2 separate regions of the Delphinus delphis genome follow, and region 1 is linked to region 2. A link is a contact called in public Hi-C data. All regions are on one chromosome and are shown on one strand. The core of a region is the stretch at or near the end of the contact, and the rest is flanking DNA. Distances in the headings are between cores, read along the strand shown. Region 1 holds the start of LOC132431236 (putative RNA-binding protein Luc7-like 2). Region 2 holds the start of IFT56 (intraflagellar transport 56).

Region 1 (3,701 bases), core at 735-3,234, 150 kb after region 2:
ACATAGAGAATCTAGAGGAGCCCACAGGAGGTGAAGTGAATCATTTTAACTTTGCCATGCTGACCATAAGGGCCTGGAGAAGTGTCTGACCTAGACTTCCCGAAGAAACTTGAAGCCCAAAAGGTAAATAGGAGTATTAATGCGAATGGTTAAGATTCAGGCAAAGGGAATAACACAAAATGTGGAGAGGGGGGCTTGCCTGGTCCTGGAAGATCCCACATGCTGCAGAGCAACTAAGCCCGTGTGCCACAACTACTGAGCCTGCACTCTAGACCCCATGAACCACAACTACTGAGCCCGTGTGCCATAACTACTGAGCCTGCACTCTAGAGCCTGCGAGCCACAACTACTGAGCCCACGAGCCACAACTACTGAAGCCCACGCGCCTAGAGCCCGTGCTCCACAAGAAAAGCCACCGCAATGAAAGCCCGCGCACCGCAACGAAGAGTAGCCTCCGCTCGCCGCAACTAGAGAAAGACCGCATGCAGCAACAAAGACGCAATGCAGCCAAAACCAAATAAAATTAATTAAATAAATCTATTTAAAAAATGTGGAGAGGAAGACAGAGAAGTTCGGCTACACTGAGCAGAAGGTGAGAGGAGATGAAGGTTAAGACACAGGCAAGGGTCAATTTAGGTAGGGTCCAGTGGTCTGAAATTTACCTTACGGGCAACGGGGAGCCACTGCGAGATTTTAAGCAAGGGGTTAGTCCGCTGAGACTCAGAAGTGACTTGTCCAATTTATTCAAATAGGAAAAGAAACAGAAAATTAACTCCTAATTGTTTATAATTAACTAATTCCTAGTGAATTAACTAATTCTAATTCCCTGCTATCCCATGTTTACCACTAACCTGCCAATTCAGAAGGCAAGATAACCGTTTCTAACTGGCCACTTGCTCTGCGGAAATGGCCTGTGTTTCAACCGGAAATAAAATGACCGCTACGCACGCCCCCTAATGGCAGGATGCAGCCAAGCCAAGTCCGGAAAGCCGCAACACCGGAAGGGGCCGGCTGTTTCCGGTGAAAACCCAACGAAACACAAGCTCAGCGGGCGAATCTGGGAGATTCGGCTAGCGTGCCCAGTGCACTCGGCTCCGCGACGTCGTATGCGCGCTTTTGCGCAGGCGCAGCAGCTACCGCGTAGGAAACGCGTACGCAAAACCGTGCGCGTGCCCGATCTCCGTCCGGCGCATCGGTGCTGCTTCGAGGGTAAAACCTTTGGAGCTGTGAGGCGGATATTTGTTCTCTTAACTACAACTCCCAGCATGCCTCGCACCTCATTAATGGTACTAAGTGTAGTTTCCTAGGATAGGTTAAAAAGAAGCTGAGATGACGATGACGTACCAAGGAGGAAAAAAATTGAATACGCTGTTTGAGCACATTATTCACCGAAGCCCCAGTGGCCTAATGGATAAGGCATTGGCCTCCTAAGCCAGGGATTGTGGGTTCGAGTCCCATCTGGGGTGACTATACTTTTGCCTTTAAAATAATAAAACTTTTTACCTTTCCTCCTTCTTAAACAATTATAGCGAAAAATACTAACTTAATTTTACTCTTTAAAGATGGAAAATGTATGCGTGGTTTTTCTAGGTGTGAGGCTACAGTTTGCGAGAATCAACATACTCCCATTCCCTTCTTGTGAGCCGTAACCCCATTAAGATTTCTGCTAAGTCAGTACGTTGAATTTTGACATCCCCTCTAGACATAAAATCTTCTCAAAGTTTTCTACTTCAAATTGACACCCACTTCCGACATGCCCTCATTTTCTTCAGAGTCAATGGTCTGTCACCGAATGGCGTCTGAAATGACGCAGTCAGGAAAGGAACTAGGACCTTCTTTTCCCTTGCCCGGCCTGTCTCCAGGCTCTTCAGTTACACTCGGCTTTCGTTTGCTTTTGTCTTAACACCTTAGGACGCCGCTCGGTGTTCGATTAATAACGCTCCGCAAAGAAGGGAAGTGAGACATTCCACTGTCCTGCAGTCGATAGGGGGAGCCGGCAGTCTGGTTCCGACCGTACCATTAAGCGGCTGAGCAAGGGGGTGGTGAGGGAGTAAGAGGGGAGTAGGGCGCCGTCCCGCGCCAAGCTCGGACGACGGGAAAATGGCGGCCTTGGGGTCACCGCTGCGTACTTGGCGAGGCCTTCTCCGAGAGTTGCGCTACTTGAACGCGGCCGCAGGCCGACCCTATCGCCACACCCCGGCCTATCGGTACCTCGTGAAGGCTTTCCGTGCACATCGGGTACGGAAGCCCGTGTCCGGGGGCTCCAGCGTCCCTTTCCCGGGAAGGGAGGGAGAGTCGGGTCTGGGCAGGGTGGAGCGCGCCTGGCCTTAGCCCTCATTTCTGAGGCTCTGGTTCCCTCCAAACAGATCGAGGACCGGCGGGAAGGCAAAGTCATCCTGGGGTGGAGCCGTCCCTGAGGATTTCATTGGCTGTCTTTGGCCTGTGTGGAGGGGAAAGTGAGAAGGAAGTGAAATGGCGGAAATAGAGAGGGACAAGAAAAAAGATGTCCTTGGTGGAGAGTGTAGAGTCCCAGGCCACAGCATCTACCCAACACTCTCCTTCCCGGAGGAGAGCTATTCTAGGAACCGGTTTTTGATGCAGAGAGGAAATATTGGGCGCTTCTTGAAGAGCAGGACTACGCCGCTTCGGGGAATGGTGCCTTGCAGAGCTGAACTAGAAACCTCTAATGAGGTGGTACTGTGAGTTACAACATTAACGCGATATGTGACCAGACAACAGTTTTTCCGCCTGTAGTAGATAAATATGTACATATGGGAGGCCGTCATTCTTGGAAAATCCCTTTGTGAAATCCGCACTCCTTCTACCCCTTAGGCAAGATCGGATGGAAGATAGTTTCTTTCTTCAAAAGGGGCAACTGAGGCTCGGGGACAGTTGACCTGTACAAGCACATGTATAGGAACAGCTAGGCTCTAGGTTACTTGGTTCCCAAATAAGAGTCTTCCATTTAATTGCTGACTCTAGAGTTCCTGATCTGGCTTGGAAAGACGTTGCAGCCTTTCTCAGAAATATAAATTGGAGAGTCAGCTTGGGCTTTAGCAAAGGAAACTTAGCGTCTTTTGAGCAGTGTGGGAAAGGGGAGAACCGTCATCCTAACTCTTGATTTTCTGAACCATGGAAGTTAGAATGCAAAATGTTAGAACTAAACTTCAACTAATTTTTTAATTTTTTTTTTTTGCGGTATGCGGGCCTCTCACTGCTGTGGCCCTTCCCGCCGCGGAGCACAGGCCCTGGACGCGCAGGCCCAGCGGCCATGGCTCACGGGCCCAGCCGCTCCGCGGCATGTGGGATCTTCCCGGACCGGGGCACGAACCCGTAGCCCCTCCATCAGCAGGCGGATTCTCAACCACTGCGCCACCAGGGAAGCCCTCAACTAATTTTTAAAAGGTCACAATATTAGGGACTGTTAGGAACTTGGCTAACAACGACGAATAAGAGCCACATGGGTGCTGTCTTTTAAGAAGCTTACAATCCACCCGAGGAGCCATATAACCAAGGACTTAGAATAAACAAGTGCTAAGGGAGTAAATAGACAACAGGGGTCCTGGCATACAGAAGGGGTAGGCTTTCAGGAGGAAATTCATTAACCAGGGACTTGAAGAATAAATTCGAGTTAGCAAGTAAATGGGGGTTGGGGAAGATGAGGTCCAAGTAAAGAAGGTGCATAACTGAAAGCCCAGAGG
Region 2 (3,458 bases), core at 301-2,800:
AATGAGCCCAGACACTTGCATCTTCCCATACATAGAAAAGCATTAAAACCCTTTACTTGAGATGTCTGTTTTTTGTAATTAGCACTAATCTTTTGAAGTCTGACTACATTTTTTTTTTCCCAGCAAAAAACTCCTATATATCCTGGCTCCTCACTCACCTCTTTGGAACAGTTCTTCAGAGCCATCTGAGAAGCTAATTCCCGGACTATAGTCCTTAGTAAGGTTCCCCAAATAAAACATAACTGTCAACTTTAGGTTGTTCATTTTTTAAAGTCAACATACAGGGGTGGACCCCGAAAAATTAGGATCGCTAAGACAAAGAGCATTGCTCACCACCCATTTCCACAAGAGTTCAGTTGTAACCCACCGCAGTTGCTGACTGACAGTAGGACTCTTAGAGGAATTTAAGGTGAACACAGAATGAGGCATCTGTGCTTTGGACGCACACGAACAGGCAGGTCCCACAGATAGTTAGATGTATATCTCAGGAAGAATTTTAATGACCCTAGATTCTTGCATGTTCCCATACACAGAAAAGCTGAAAAGATTAACTGGAGACATCTGTTCTTTACGATTAGTAGTAATCTTACCAAGATATATGCTTGACTTCAGGTATGCCCTGGCCAAAAATCATGTATAAACTGGCTTCTCCCCTACCTCTACCAAGTAGTCGCCACAGTTTACTGAGTGGCTGTCTCCCAGGCTTTAGTCCTCAGAAAGATCCCGAATAAAACTTAAACGCACAACTCATGTTATGCATCTTTCTTTAAGTCTTTCCCCACACCTTTAAAAACAATTTACTGGACCCAGGTGGTCCAGCCGTTAGAACTCCAGGCTTTCACTGACGAGGGCCTGAGTTTGATCCCTGGTTGGGTAACTCAGATCCCACAAGCCCTGTGACACAGCCAACTCCCACCACCAAAAAAAAAAAAAAATCAATTTACTTATTTGACTTCACACTCCAGTTATCTTAATTTACATATTCCAAATCTTACATCAGATCTTTAGAAACAATCAAGATGGGTGCCACACTGGCCACTGTGACTCCATGTTGGGTTTCCCTATTTATAACAAATCAGAGGTTCTATTCTAAATTCTATGAGCAGGAATCACAATATAACGTCACATCACAGGGTAGCTTTCTCTATGGAAATAAGAAACCGTATTCTGGTGAACTCCCGCCTCCAAACATCGGCTTCCTCGGTTCGGCAGAATTTTTTTCCTAAGCTTTCAGGCACTGCACAAGAGACGGCGATCACGTGCCAGTCAGCGCCCCGTGTTGCTCAGGAGCCCAACGCGATCCAAACCGGAAGTGGTCCTTGAAAATTACTTTCCCGGGAAACTTGTATTTGAAAAACAATGCCATTCTAATTCGCTTTTTCCTAAAGTAAACTCACGGAGATAGAGTCAAACTCTCGCTGTCAGCACAGAGAACAACGCTCTCCTCCGGAGAAACTTTCACTCCTGCAGCGGTGAAAGCCTAGGGGAACCAAGACGTGGAGGGCACCGGTTCTCCGGCGGGCGCTACTCCTGCACGGACCAGTCCCCCAGCGGGGTTGCTGTGGAGACCGAGCCAGCTTTGTGGATGCCGAGGCGCGCTGAGGCCCGGCCTTCTGTTTGTCTGCAGAGGGGATTCATAAGACTGACGCCAAGATGGTTAGTGGCTTTGAACAGTGAGGGAGAACTCTGAGTAGGTCCTGGGACTGGAGATTAGAGGTTCCAGACATAATTCTGGGTTAAATCTAGGATTGTCAGCAGAGGATGGTGTCTGTGCCCTCCCCGTGTTCCCACGGGGGACAGGGATGCAGTTGTAAATACATCGTTGCTTTCTTCCCTCCTGCTTCTCCATTTCCCCACTCCTGAGCTGCGCGTGGGCTGGAAAGCGGACCGAGGGAAGGCTGAGATGACAGCAGCTGCGCGAAAGCATCTCTTACCTCACTCTAATTGGGGGAGATAAAGAACTAGGGAGTAGCAGTTTCGTTAGCTCAAACACAGGGTGATGGCCCTTTTAGTAAAATAACATGTTACAGAAAGAATTTGAATACGCTTACCTGGGGTTCGTTGTTACGGATTTGACTTATAAATCCTGGAGCCGTCACTCTCAGTTTAATATTGACCATCGGAATGGGATCATACAGCTGTCTTTGTTGTTTCTTTCACAGATGCTTTCAAGGGCCAAACCTGCTGTAGGCAGGGACCTACCGCATACTGACAAAAGAAAGAAGAAAGGTAGGAAGATTCCAAAACTAGAGGAGCTACTTTCACAAAGAGATTTCACTGGAGCTATTACCCTGTTGGAGGTAATGTCCAAAGAAGGTTGCTTCTTAGGAGGTGAAAAACCAGAATATAGAGGAATGCATGGGTGAATGCTGGTTGCTATGCTGTTGGAACAGGTGGGTGCCTTCTGGGACTTTCTGTAAATCTTGTCAGGCCCAGATTCCAGATTCCAAGTTAACTATAAACCTGATTAAAGGTGAACTAAAATGATAGACTTATTTCTCGAGGGACAGTTTTAATTATATCTAGTCCCACTGATGATGAATCCAGCCTAAAAATGTAGAGAGACATTTAATACAGTGTCAGTTCACATGTTGTTCATTCCACCCCCTGACCAATTTATGGTTTATTCCTATTATATGTTGTAACATTCTGATCAAATTTAAATAATTCTACCATGTTGCATGCTTATTGTCTAAAAATACTGTATCTTCAGAAGATATTTCAAATCTCTATGGCAGTAGTTCTCAACTTTTAATATGCATCAGAATTAGGGTACTTATTAAAATGTACATTCCTGGACTCCTGCCCTAGGGATTCTGATTCTTTACAGAATCAGCCTACAGTGGTTCTCAGGAACCCGTATTTTGGGCAAGTAGCCTAAGTGCTTCTGATGTAGATGTTCCAAAGATGCTGCACTTTGGGAAACGGCTTTCTGGGAAGCATATGTTATAAAAGAATGAAAGGGTACACCAAAGAATGAAGAGATGAAGAGTTTTGACAGCACAGCCTGGCTGTGTTGTTCCATAATCATTTCTCTAAAGCACTACAACAGCCTTATTACTCTATCAACAATAAGTGTTTTAATTAGCTTTATGTATCTTTCTCAGTCTTTCACGTATAGTCCTGTGTTTCTTGCCAGTGCTCTGGTATTGAGCACATTGCTTAACTCTTCTGGCATCAGCTTTCTCATCTTTAAAGTGGGGGAGTTGACTTGGAAGGACCATCTAGCTCTGTAAATCAGTGGACTGAGTGGTAGATGCATGTGTAATTTTTGTCAGTCTGTTTTCTCTTCTCTCTTTTCTTTGAGGCAGTGACCACACTTTCCTTACTGTGTAATCCCACGCTGCCTGTAAGTTGTCAGGGAGGTTCTGCGCTACGCTTTCATTCTTAGGTAGCCAAAGTGCCATGATGGATGGGAATGGGAACTGCCGTGGTTTAGGATGAGGAGGTGTCGTGAG

The links. A called contact is a pair of places that touch in the nucleus more often than the background predicts.
Region 1: a Hi-C map of muscle shows a contact between it and region 2, with 5 times the contacts expected there. The contact joins the promoter of LOC132431236 here to the promoter of IFT56 in region 2. A contact is called at or near these places in 2 of 3 Hi-C or Micro-C datasets (lung and muscle).

Annotation. Positions count from the first base shown.
Region 1 is chr9:92,831,674-92,835,374 of mDelDel1.2, forward strand. It overlaps LOC132431236 (putative RNA-binding protein Luc7-like 2), which reads left to right and starts at 1,985. Exons shown (of 11, transcript XM_069541025.1): 1 at 1,985-2,238. The coding sequence starts at 2,101. TRNAR-CCU (transfer RNA arginine (anticodon CCU)) reads left to right here and starts at 1,394; the gene lies at 1,394-1,466.
Region 2 is chr9:92,684,952-92,688,409 of mDelDel1.2, forward strand. It overlaps IFT56 (intraflagellar transport 56), which reads left to right and starts at 1,551. Exons shown (of 18, transcript XM_060020970.1): 1 at 1,551-1,656; 2 at 2,163-2,300. The coding sequence starts at 1,654.